Linked DNA regions of Lactuca sativa: region 2 is linked to region 1. A link is a contact called in public Hi-C data. All regions are on one chromosome and are shown on one strand. Each heading gives the region's core, a stretch centred on a gene start, on an enhancer-like site or on the middle of the called end of the contact. The rest is flanking DNA. Distances are from core to core; before and after follow the strand shown. Region 1 holds the start of LOC111889065 (putative hydrolase C777.06c). Region 2 holds the start of LOC111889062 (protein indeterminate-domain 7).

The links. A called contact is a pair of places that touch in the nucleus more often than the background predicts.
Region 2: a Hi-C map of leaf shows a contact between it and region 1, with 6 times the contacts expected there. The contact joins the promoter of LOC111889062 here to the promoter of LOC111889065 in region 1. A contact is called at or near these places in 2 of 4 Hi-C or Micro-C datasets (both in leaf).

Annotation. Positions count from the first base shown.
Region 1 is chr4:167,864,729-167,869,926 of Lsat_Salinas_v11, forward strand. It overlaps LOC111889065 (putative hydrolase C777.06c), which reads left to right and starts at 2,768. Exons shown (of 12, transcript XM_023885200.3): 1 at 2,768-3,014; 2 at 3,380-3,498; 3 at 3,613-3,725; 4 at 4,156-4,197; 5 at 4,273-4,328; 6 at 4,413-4,489; 7 at 4,586-4,705; 8 at 4,806-4,882; 9 at 5,012-5,075; 10 at 5,172-5,198. The coding sequence starts at 2,828. LOC111889063 (thioredoxin-like protein YLS8) reads left to right here and starts at 1,284. Exons shown (of 2, transcript XM_023885199.3): 1 at 1,284-1,482; 2 at 1,718-2,153. The coding sequence starts at 1,363. The coding sequence ends at 2,026.
Region 2 is chr4:168,267,059-168,272,256 of Lsat_Salinas_v11, forward strand. LOC111889062 (protein indeterminate-domain 7) reads left to right here and starts at 1,964. Exons shown (of 3, transcript XM_023885198.2): 1 at 1,964-2,645; 2 at 2,975-3,374; 3 at 3,793-4,958. The coding sequence starts at 2,432. The coding sequence ends at 4,828.

The sequences.
Region 1 (5,198 bases), core at 1,518-4,017:
GTACTAAATCAAACCCAATCCTTGACTCATTGTTACTCAAAAGGCCGCATACTACTCCTCGCCCTTACCTTACTACCTTACCTCCTCCCACCCACCAGTACCGCCTTCCTTCGTCATCACAAACCACCTACCCACTAACACAAAGCCGCAAGCTACTGGTACACATAGTGCTCCACCGGCCCACCACCGCTCATCACTTTATCCCTAAACCACCACTGTTGGTGAAACCTAACCGCAAACTTGTATAATTAAACAAGTTATGTGGGTTGGGTTGGGTTGATGTATTTTGACCAACCAACCCGCCAACCTGAATCCGACCAAATTGTCACCCATATAAAGGAGAGCTTCAAGTGTTTGAGTTCTGTGATCCATAAGGGAAAGTATAGAGGTAGATGTCATCCATCACATTAAGGTTGGTTGGTGAAACTAAATTTGACTTACTTTCCTTTTGTTTGCCTCCTTACAAGTTATCGTTTGACACATGTCGGATGTCATCTATATAACATAGTCGCTCTGACCCTTATAGATGCATGGTTTTTAAACTCTATCCAATATCTCTCCCTATCCCATTTTAATGAGATTCTTTGTTGTTATTCTCTAGTAAATATAATATTTAATACTAAAGAGCTTGTAGCCCAATGATATTAAAGGCGTGTTTGGCAAAAATAGTTGTTAGCTGAAAGCGGGTAGCTGGTAGCGTGTAGCGGGTAGCTGTAACTTTTAATTGTTTAATGAGTGTTTGGTAAAAGTAGCTGGTAGCTTTTGAAATATATAAAATTACATAAAAGGACAATTGATTAAAAATAAATAAATATATAAATATATTTTTAAAGGTAATTATGAAAATTGATTTCAAAAACTCAGTAGCGTTTTGTTAAACGCTACATGAATTAACTTTTAGATTTGTAGCGTTTTGTTTAAACTAAAAGTTAAACGTTCGTACTGCCAAACGAAACTTTTTGTTTAAACTATAGCGTTTTGTCAAAAGTTAAAAGCTAGAAGCTCTCAAATGTTTTTAAAAGCTCCGGGCCAAACACACCCTAAGTGTTGCCTTTATTCTTGAGGTTGATGGTTCAAATCTTGTTTGAGACATACGTGGAATTCAAAATTAGTTGAAGATTAAATTAAATTTGCCGTTAAAAATAATAATAAAAAAATAAAACATTTAATAACTTTTCATTTAGCAAAACCAACGAAAAGTTTAAAAGTTAGTGATATCAACTATAAATATATATAGTTGAAGGACTATTTTATAACTTATCTCAACGGAATAATAAAGACCGCGTGTGAGCTTCTATATACATCGGCCTTCTTTGATACTCGCCGTCGCTTCTCGAGAGAAAAAGAAAGAGGGAGACAGAGATGTCGTACTTGCTACCGCACTTGCATTCCGGCTGGGCCGTCGATCAGGCGATCCTCGCCGAGGAAGAACGTCTCGTGGTTATTCGGTTCGGCCATGATTGGGACGAAACTTGTATGCAGGTAAAACCCTAGTTTCACCTATCTCTATCGCTAATTCAAATACTGTTTTCTCTGTTTATTACATCTTCCTATCATTCCATCGGATTACGATTCAATTCAATCGAAATTTTAACTGGTTACATATAAATTTCAATATCCCAAGTTCCAAATTTTGAAATTGGGGATATTTGTCACTTAGGTTAATATTTACTCAATCTGTATATAATACTGAATCATCTTGTTGTGGGATCTGTAGATGGATGAAGTGCTTGCTTCAGTTGCAGAGACAATAAAGAACTTTGCTGTGATCTACTTGGTGGACATCACTGAGGTACCTGACTTCAATACAATGTATGAGCTATACGATCCATCTACTGTGATGTTCTTCTTCAGGAACAAGCATATTATGATTGATCTTGGAACTGGTAACAACAATAAGATCAATTGGGCCATGAAAGACAAGCAAGAGTTCATAGACATTGTTGAAACTGTGTATCGTGGGGCTAGGAAGGGACGCGGTTTGGTGATTGCTCCTAAAGATTACTCCACCAAGTATCGTTACTAGAGTGGTGATGATTTTAACCATGTTTGTATGGATAACATTAAAGTTTAAACTGGTTGATTTCATGTGGTTGTGAACTTATTTGAAATTATGTTTGAAGTCTAATAAATTTGTATATCTAGTTGCTTAATTTATGTTGTTGGGATGATTATGATTTGTGTGGGTGATGGGTTATTTTCTTTTTTACAAAACGTTATTGGTTCTAAAAAAAATTACTATCAAAAGGTAACTTTGTGTTTATAAAATACTTTTATTTTAATGGTATTTTGTGTAAAATAGTATATTGTGAATGACAATAAATAGTTCAGTACTCAGTATTGATACTTGTAGAAAAACAAATTGTTTGCTTATTCATCTATAATCACGTCCCATTTAGAGGCGGATAAAAACCCAATCAAACGCTCTGTGAATCTGCTTGATTCAAAGCCAACTTTTTAATGGAACCATTAAGAGGTGAAACAAATACCCTTTAAATTGATGAAATGGAAAATTATTAGATAAAATTATTTTAGTAACAGTTTTTAAAATAATGTTTACTACACCAACATCCAATGCAATTTCTAAGGAAATCTTTCTTTATAGGATTTTAACGTGTTCAAAATTCAAATCATCCATCTCTGTTTCAAGTTTCAACACTAGTAGTATCCATAATAAGGCTTGGATTTGGAGCTTTTACATAAGCTCAGGGGTGAAACTGAAAATTTGCATAAACAGAAAATATCTTTGACCTTTTAGTAATAACCGAAGGTTTTTCTTGGGCAAAGGGTTCTACGATCTACAGAACAAGAGCGTTTTCGGGTCCCAATGATCTTAATGCAAGGAGCAGTTCGTCCTTCTCCTTCTTCTCTGACCCGTTTCGCTCGTTTGACCCGACATCTATCTTCCTCAAACACTAAACGTTCCTCAATTCCAGTTTACAGCTATGGGAGCTCTCGCTCTCGTCTTCAATCTAATCGCATTTATTCAGATGCTTCCCTGCAGTCGAATTCAAGTAAGATATTGATAAGCTTTCGTTTCCGTTGATTTCCATTTACTTGTAGTGATCCCCGAATTGGTTACATGTGTTTGATTTCTCGCTTTTCACCATTGGTTAGATTAAAAACTTGAAATGATTTCTACCAATATAATGTTTACGTGTATATATGTGTGAAATGTTATTATATCTATATATAGCGGATGACGATGGAATTGAGATGCCATAAATTCGAAAAGAATCATGGATGGGATGCTTTAGAACTTCAATTTTAATATCATTTGAACTTGTTTTCCAGTTTCATCTTGTAATTCATCTCTCTAAAACCTACGCTAGGGTTTTGTTTTGAGTAGTAGGACCTAAAACTATTCAAATTATTGCAGGTGTACAGAAAGGAGAGAAGATAACTCTTGAGCAACCAGAAATCATATTCATGGGGACAGGAACCAGTGAAGGAGTCCCACGAGTGAGCTGCCTTACTCACCCCTTAAAGAAATGCCCGGTAACCATCAAACTGAGTCAACTCATTTTGTAACAACAAGCAAATATTTGAAGCTTGTAGATGTGTTTTTGTAGCTTTTCTTTCCAATGTGCATATCTCAATGGCTTTTTTCAGGTTTGCTCAAAAGCTGTAGTACGTGGAAATAAGAATAAGAGACTCAATACAAGCCTCCTTATTCGTTATCCTAAACCCTCTGGCATATCTAACATTCTTATAGATGCTGGCAAGTATGTAAAACATGCTTTCATCACTGATTTCATCTATATGCTCTTTTCAGATAATTTGAAAAAAGAAAAAAAAATTTCAATCAAGTTATAGGTAAAATATCGAATCTTTGGTCCTAAAATGAAATGTAGTTGCATATTTTGTATAAAAGATCAGTTTGTTGTATAGATTGGAAAATTGGCAAAACTTTGTTGCATAAACACACATTTAACTTGATTGTTTTTGGTCTGATTCATAATGAATCAAAATCAGATATCAGTTAACTAGGTTCTAAAAGTTAGGGATCGATAGTAATTTTATATAATTATTTGAATAATCAGTTTTATTTCATGTTTCTTCAAATGTGATTATTTAGACCCTAAATAATCAAAATCATTGGAAGTATCAATCACTGGGAGAATCAAATAATAATTTTTATTTTTCATCTCACAGATTTTTCTACCAAAGTGCTCTTCGATGGTTCCCTACTTATGGGTAAGATTTATTTTTCTCATTTTCTCTTATATATTTCTACCACAAAAATAACAAACCCTGTGTTTATTTTGTCAGAATAAGATCACTAGATGCTGTTATTATTACTCATTCTCATGCTGATGCAATTGGAGGTCTCTAGTCTTTAATTTCCCATTTCATTTCAATCATAATAGTAACAATTACTCAATTATTCATTTATTATTTTTTTTCTTTAGGTTTAGACGATCTTCGTGACTGGACAAACAATGTCCAGCCATATATTCCAATTTATGTAGCCAAGCGTGATTTTGAGGTTCAAAAATGTTTAAATTTCAGCGAACCAATTTTTTTTTAATTTTATGTTATGATATCGCTAACTGAATTTGTAGATTTTTTAAATTGATTTCAGGTGATGAAAAAAACACATTACTATTTATTAGACAAAAGCGTGATCATACCAGGAGCTGCTGTCTCTGAGTTGCAATTTGATATTATAGATGAAAACCCTTTCACTGTACATGACATTAAGGTTAGAATTTGTGTTTTTGATATATTTTTTTAAAGGGTTAAATTCGTATTTATTCAAAAATATTTTATCTCGTTTCACAATTTGTGTATTGTGCTATCAGTTCACTCCTCTTCCAGTGTGGCATGGTAGTAATTATCGTTCTTTAGGTTTCCGCTTTGGCAACATTTGTTACATTAGGTAATAATCTTAAATTATTTCTCTATAACATATACTATATATATACAAAATTTTATATATAACATTTGAGGTAAATAGTTTGTGACTGTGACTGTGATTGTGACTGATGCAATATTTCATTTGTGACAGTGATGTCAGTGCAATACCCGATGCGACTTACCCCCTTTTAAAAGATTGTGAAATACTTATAATGGTAATCATTCACATACATAAAACATCAAATCTCACTTTTAAAATTTTGATTTCTAATAATATATATATATTATGTCCATGTGTTTTCACTTTTCAGGATGCATTGAGGCCAGATCGATCTTCT
Region 2 (5,198 bases), core at 714-3,213, 400 kb after region 1:
ATTTTTTGGTATTTTTGATTAAATGTTTTTTTTTCATTTGTCATTTTCTTATATTTTTATATTTTCTTAATAAACATATCATATTTAAACCTCAATTAATAATTGTCATAATTGAAAATAATCAATAACTTACAATATTAATACTCATGTATTATTTAATATGTTTCCTTTTAAATTTTAAATCTAAAACTTCAAAGTTAAATAAATTTTTGTTTAAACTTTAATATTTAATTTTTGTTTTATCAAACCCGTATAAAATACGGGTTTCACACCTAGTTACTATAATGTAATGAAAACCACATTTGATTATAAACTAAAGTGTAATACTAAATTAATGCAACCACACTTAATTAAAATGAATATCAAAGTATATATAAACATTGACCTAAATTAACAACATAACAACGATACATAATAGTAGGTGGACTTCATTGTTTTAGTAATATTACCAAACACATTGTTTACAACACCCAACTTACAAAACAGGTAATCAAATAAAGAAAACATGAGGATTAAAATGACCCAAATAGATATAAAAAAATATCCATTTTCCCTCAACATATTATTTACAACTAATCTAAATCAAAACCCTTCTGAAGGCTTTACACAAACTTATACCCACTATCCCATCTTTTGTAAGTATTTTCTTATAAAACCAATTGCCCATATAATCCTTGGGTCTTAGTTTAGGTAATTGATAACAACACATGCATGTGTAAAAAGGATGCTTGAGATTTCCAAAACCTTCAAGTATAATAACTTCTTTCTAAATTTGTTTTGAATGCAATATAGTCATTTCCCATAATCATATAGGTTTTGGGTATGTGGTTTCCTTCTACATTACAATGTATTTTGAAATCACAAATTTCATATAAAAATGATATTGCCAGATGGCATGATATTTTCATCAATCTCACACTTCAAAATAAGCTTCATTATTTTCCATGTCATTATGGTATGAACTATCCATTTCCATACCTTCAACTATTCGTACATTTTGACTAGTTAATTATTAATCGAGATAAATGGATCATAATGAATGACATATGTTGACAAAAATGACACAATGTCGATAATTAGAAACGATTGTAAACGTTGGTAATGAAGATGAACCTTTTTTGATTAGCACCAACATTTGTAGAAAACCTAATTTAGCCCAATACTTACGATTAAACCCCTCTCTAATCTTTCCCTCCATGTAATTGGAGGCTTTAAATGAAAGAATCCACGTAATAGAGTTTCATTTACCAGATATAACCGACCGACAAGTAATCATAATTGACAAAATTCCGTAACAGCAATGGCCTTAGTGCAAAATTTTAAAGTTACGACGAAAAATTAAAAGAATACATATAATATTAGTTGATTTTGTGTCATTTTCCCTAATATAAAACCCACTATACTAACTTATAAAACTATGGTATTTAATTAATTATACGGTAATTACAAGGTTGTAAATAACGTTAGGAGTGAGTTAACGACAATGCAAAGCCTTAAGCTTTTTCGAGCCTTATCAACAAATTCGTTTGTGAAGCGTGACTTAATGCGATAATTTTATATATAATTAATATATATGTATATTCTATTATTACTTATTTTTATATATACCACATTTTGTTAAATCTTGATAGCAAATATAAACCTTAGAGTCCTGACTTACCGTAATTTAAAACCTTTGGTAATTATATAAACTAAACATCTAAAACATTAAATATATAGTAAATGAAAGGAAAAGATGTGAAGAATATGGGTAAAGTACTTGGCAAGAAAAACTTGAAACTTTTATTCTCAAAAGATATAATTACTACAGTAATATGCAAAAAGAAAAAAGAAAAGAGAGATTGGGAAACAGAAGAGAGAAAAAGACAGAAAGCAATAGTACCCTAAGTCACACATCAACCCTAACCCCCCCCCCCCCCCCCCAACCCCCACCCCCACCCCTCCCTTCTTCTTCTCTCTCTCTTACACACTCATCTTTTTAGCTCCGGCTCTTCTTTTTTTCATCCACACCTCTCTCTTTCTATCTCTACCAATAATCAAGAACGCACACACCAGTTTGTGTTTGTGTGTGTGATTGAGCAACAAAGCATGAACTGATGATATAATACTTAGAAGGTCTGCTTCAGTTTCTTCCAGAAACCCAAACATTGTCTGTTGGGTTAATGCCAAATTAAAGAAAACACCATATGGAGCAGTTGAGATTTCAAGAAGTAAACTATAGTTCAAACAAAAACTAACCTTTTTCTTGATTCCACTTCTTCTTTATTAGCTTCTTTCCAAGTTTAATTCTTCTTTTGTCTTCTTCATCTTTGCCTTTTAAGTTTTCATGATGATGCAACATACATAGATACACTCATATTATATATATAAATACACTTACACATATCGACACCTAGAGAGAGAGAGAAAGAGAGAGTGAGTGAGAGACAAGATGATGATGAAACAGCAGAAGGTGATTTTGGAAGATAATTTGAGTTCTGCATCGAGTGATCTTTATGCAAATACTGTTAATTCTTGTTCAGAGAATAAAGGTCAAGAAAATGGAAGCAATTATCATCCAAATCAACAGCAGTACTTTGCACATCCACCTCCAAGTCAAAGTCAACCACTACTCAAGAAAAAAAGAAGTCTTCCAGGCAACCCAGGTTCAATATCTCTTAAATCTTAAACAAATTTTCATGAGTTTCTCCATTTTCATAAAAAAAAATGGTTGCTTTTCAAAATTTCCATTAATTTGAAAGGAAAGGTACAAGTTTGGTAACAGTGATGTAGTCAACGAGGGACTATCAGTTGACCTTGGTTCAAAATCTCTTAAATCTTTAATCTTTTTCAATGACTCTCATAAATAAATTGTGGGTTTCAATAGTTAATTACTTCAAAATTAATGAAACTCATTTGATTTTTTTTACAACAATTAAGAAAATCAGGAACGGGAATGTATGATATCGATTATATATGTTATTTCATGTTGTAGATCCAGAAGCAGAAGTGATATCTTTATCACCGAAGACATTAATGGCGACGAATCGATTTGTGTGCGAGATATGTAACAAAGGGTTTCAAAGAGATCAGAATCTACAACTTCACAGAAGAGGACACAATCTGCCATGGAAGTTGAAGCAGAGGAACAAGAATGAAGTTGTGAGGAAGAAAGTGTATGTGTGTCCAGAAGTGAATTGTGTGCACCATGAACCATCTAGGGCTCTAGGCGATTTGACTGGGATCAAGAAACACTTTAGCAGAAAACATGGTGAAAAGAAGTGGAAATGTGATAAATGTTCAAAGAGGTACGCAGTTCAATCCGATTGGAAAGCTCATTCCAAGACTTGTGGCACCAGAGAGTACAGATGCGACTGTGGTACCCTTTTTTCTAGGTAAAATTCTTCCATTTATGATCACAATTCAACATTAAATAACCCTAAAAAATCATGACAAATCCCAACACAAAAAGGATATAAAGTTTGTCGATTGAGCGTTTTGCATGAACCATGTGCGATATTTAAAGAAAGACATTAAAGAACCCTAAATTCTAAAACCCCATAATAAATGAAGTCCCTTTTCATATTCATTGACAGTATTGATTCTTTAGCTGTTATCTGTGATTAAAAAGTACATTTTTCTATAAACTTTTTTGTGGGTGTCTGTGTTTCTTGGATTAACAACTAATAGCGAGATGGGTTTTTTTCTTTTTTCTGCAAAGTTTTTGTTTTTTTGTGTTTGGATTGTTGTTGTTCATGGTATATTTATTGTCCTTTTCAGTTTTATATATTTTAAATCTTAAAAAATGTACAGGAGGGATAGTTTCATCACACATAGAGCTTTCTGTGATGCACTAGCAGAAGAAAGTGCACGAGCAATCACTGGAATAGACCCATCCATTCCGGGTCAAATCCCGACCCGATTCAACGATCTTCATCTTCTTAACCCGATTCACAACACCTTTTTGAAAAAAGAAGAACACCCATTTCCATGGCTACAAACCCAACCCCAATCCCAAGAAAAAGATTGTAGCCCTAGCAGTATTAGTCATGGTGGCAGTGGGCCCAACCTGACAGCCTACCATCCAGCACCATCTGCGTACATGTCAGCTACTGCATTGCTGCAAAAAGCAGCTCAGATGGGTACAAGTCACCTAAGCAACAGGAGTACAAGTATACAAGCTCAATGTACAACCTCTACATCAATGTTGAAACCCCACCACCAACACCAACACCACCACCAGCAATACCGAGCTCACGTGTCTACTAACTCTGCAACTATTGGTAACAACAATGGTTGTACAAGTGCTTCAACTGGACTACTTATGTCTTCCCTTGACCCTGAAGAGATGATGGCGTTAGCTTCTTTCGGAAATGTTAAAGATGGTGCATGTGCAGGTGGACCCTCACCCTCACCTTCAACTTCACCTTCACCCCACCCAACCCCACCTCTACCCCTACCCCTACCCCATCATCCTCATACATCACCATCTTTTCTTCATCCCATGAACATGAGCATGAATATGAGCATGAGCATGATGATGAATCCTGATGGATTTGCCGATGTGTCGACGTTTGAGGATGCGTTTAGTCAAATCATGGATGCAAAGAAAGAAGATCATGATCATGATCGTGATTTGCATGGAGATCTAGTTGAAAGTCATCCTTCGGATTCATCCAAACTGCATCATGGTCAAATGATGGCGATGAATGATGCTAAGAGTAATGGCAATGGTGGTAATATTGGAGGTGGAGTTATGGGCAATGAGGGGATGACAAGAGATTTCTTGGGGCTGAAAGCTCCCTCCCATGGCCATGGTGGTATTCTTAAGCATAAACCAAACCCCTAAACCATGGCATGCATGCAAGGTAATTAATGGATTAATTTATCAAATTAGGGTTTTGCCCTTTTCTTAGTTACTTTTTCATGTCTTTTTTTGTTACTGTAATACAAAAGTAAAGAAGCTTTTGAGTCCCTAATGATCTATTTTCGCATTGGAACTTCATACACGTGATGCATGATGCTATGCATAAACCATGGTCAAACAATTTATTACAAAATTACAATTATTAAGTAGGTTTAATATGCTTCATTTTACTCGGATTCGTATGGGTTTTGTTGGAATAGAGATTCTTATGTTTTTTTGTATATAACAAAGATTTAACAACACAGATAACAAAACATATGGGGTAACATTGGATCCTTGATCCAGTACAATG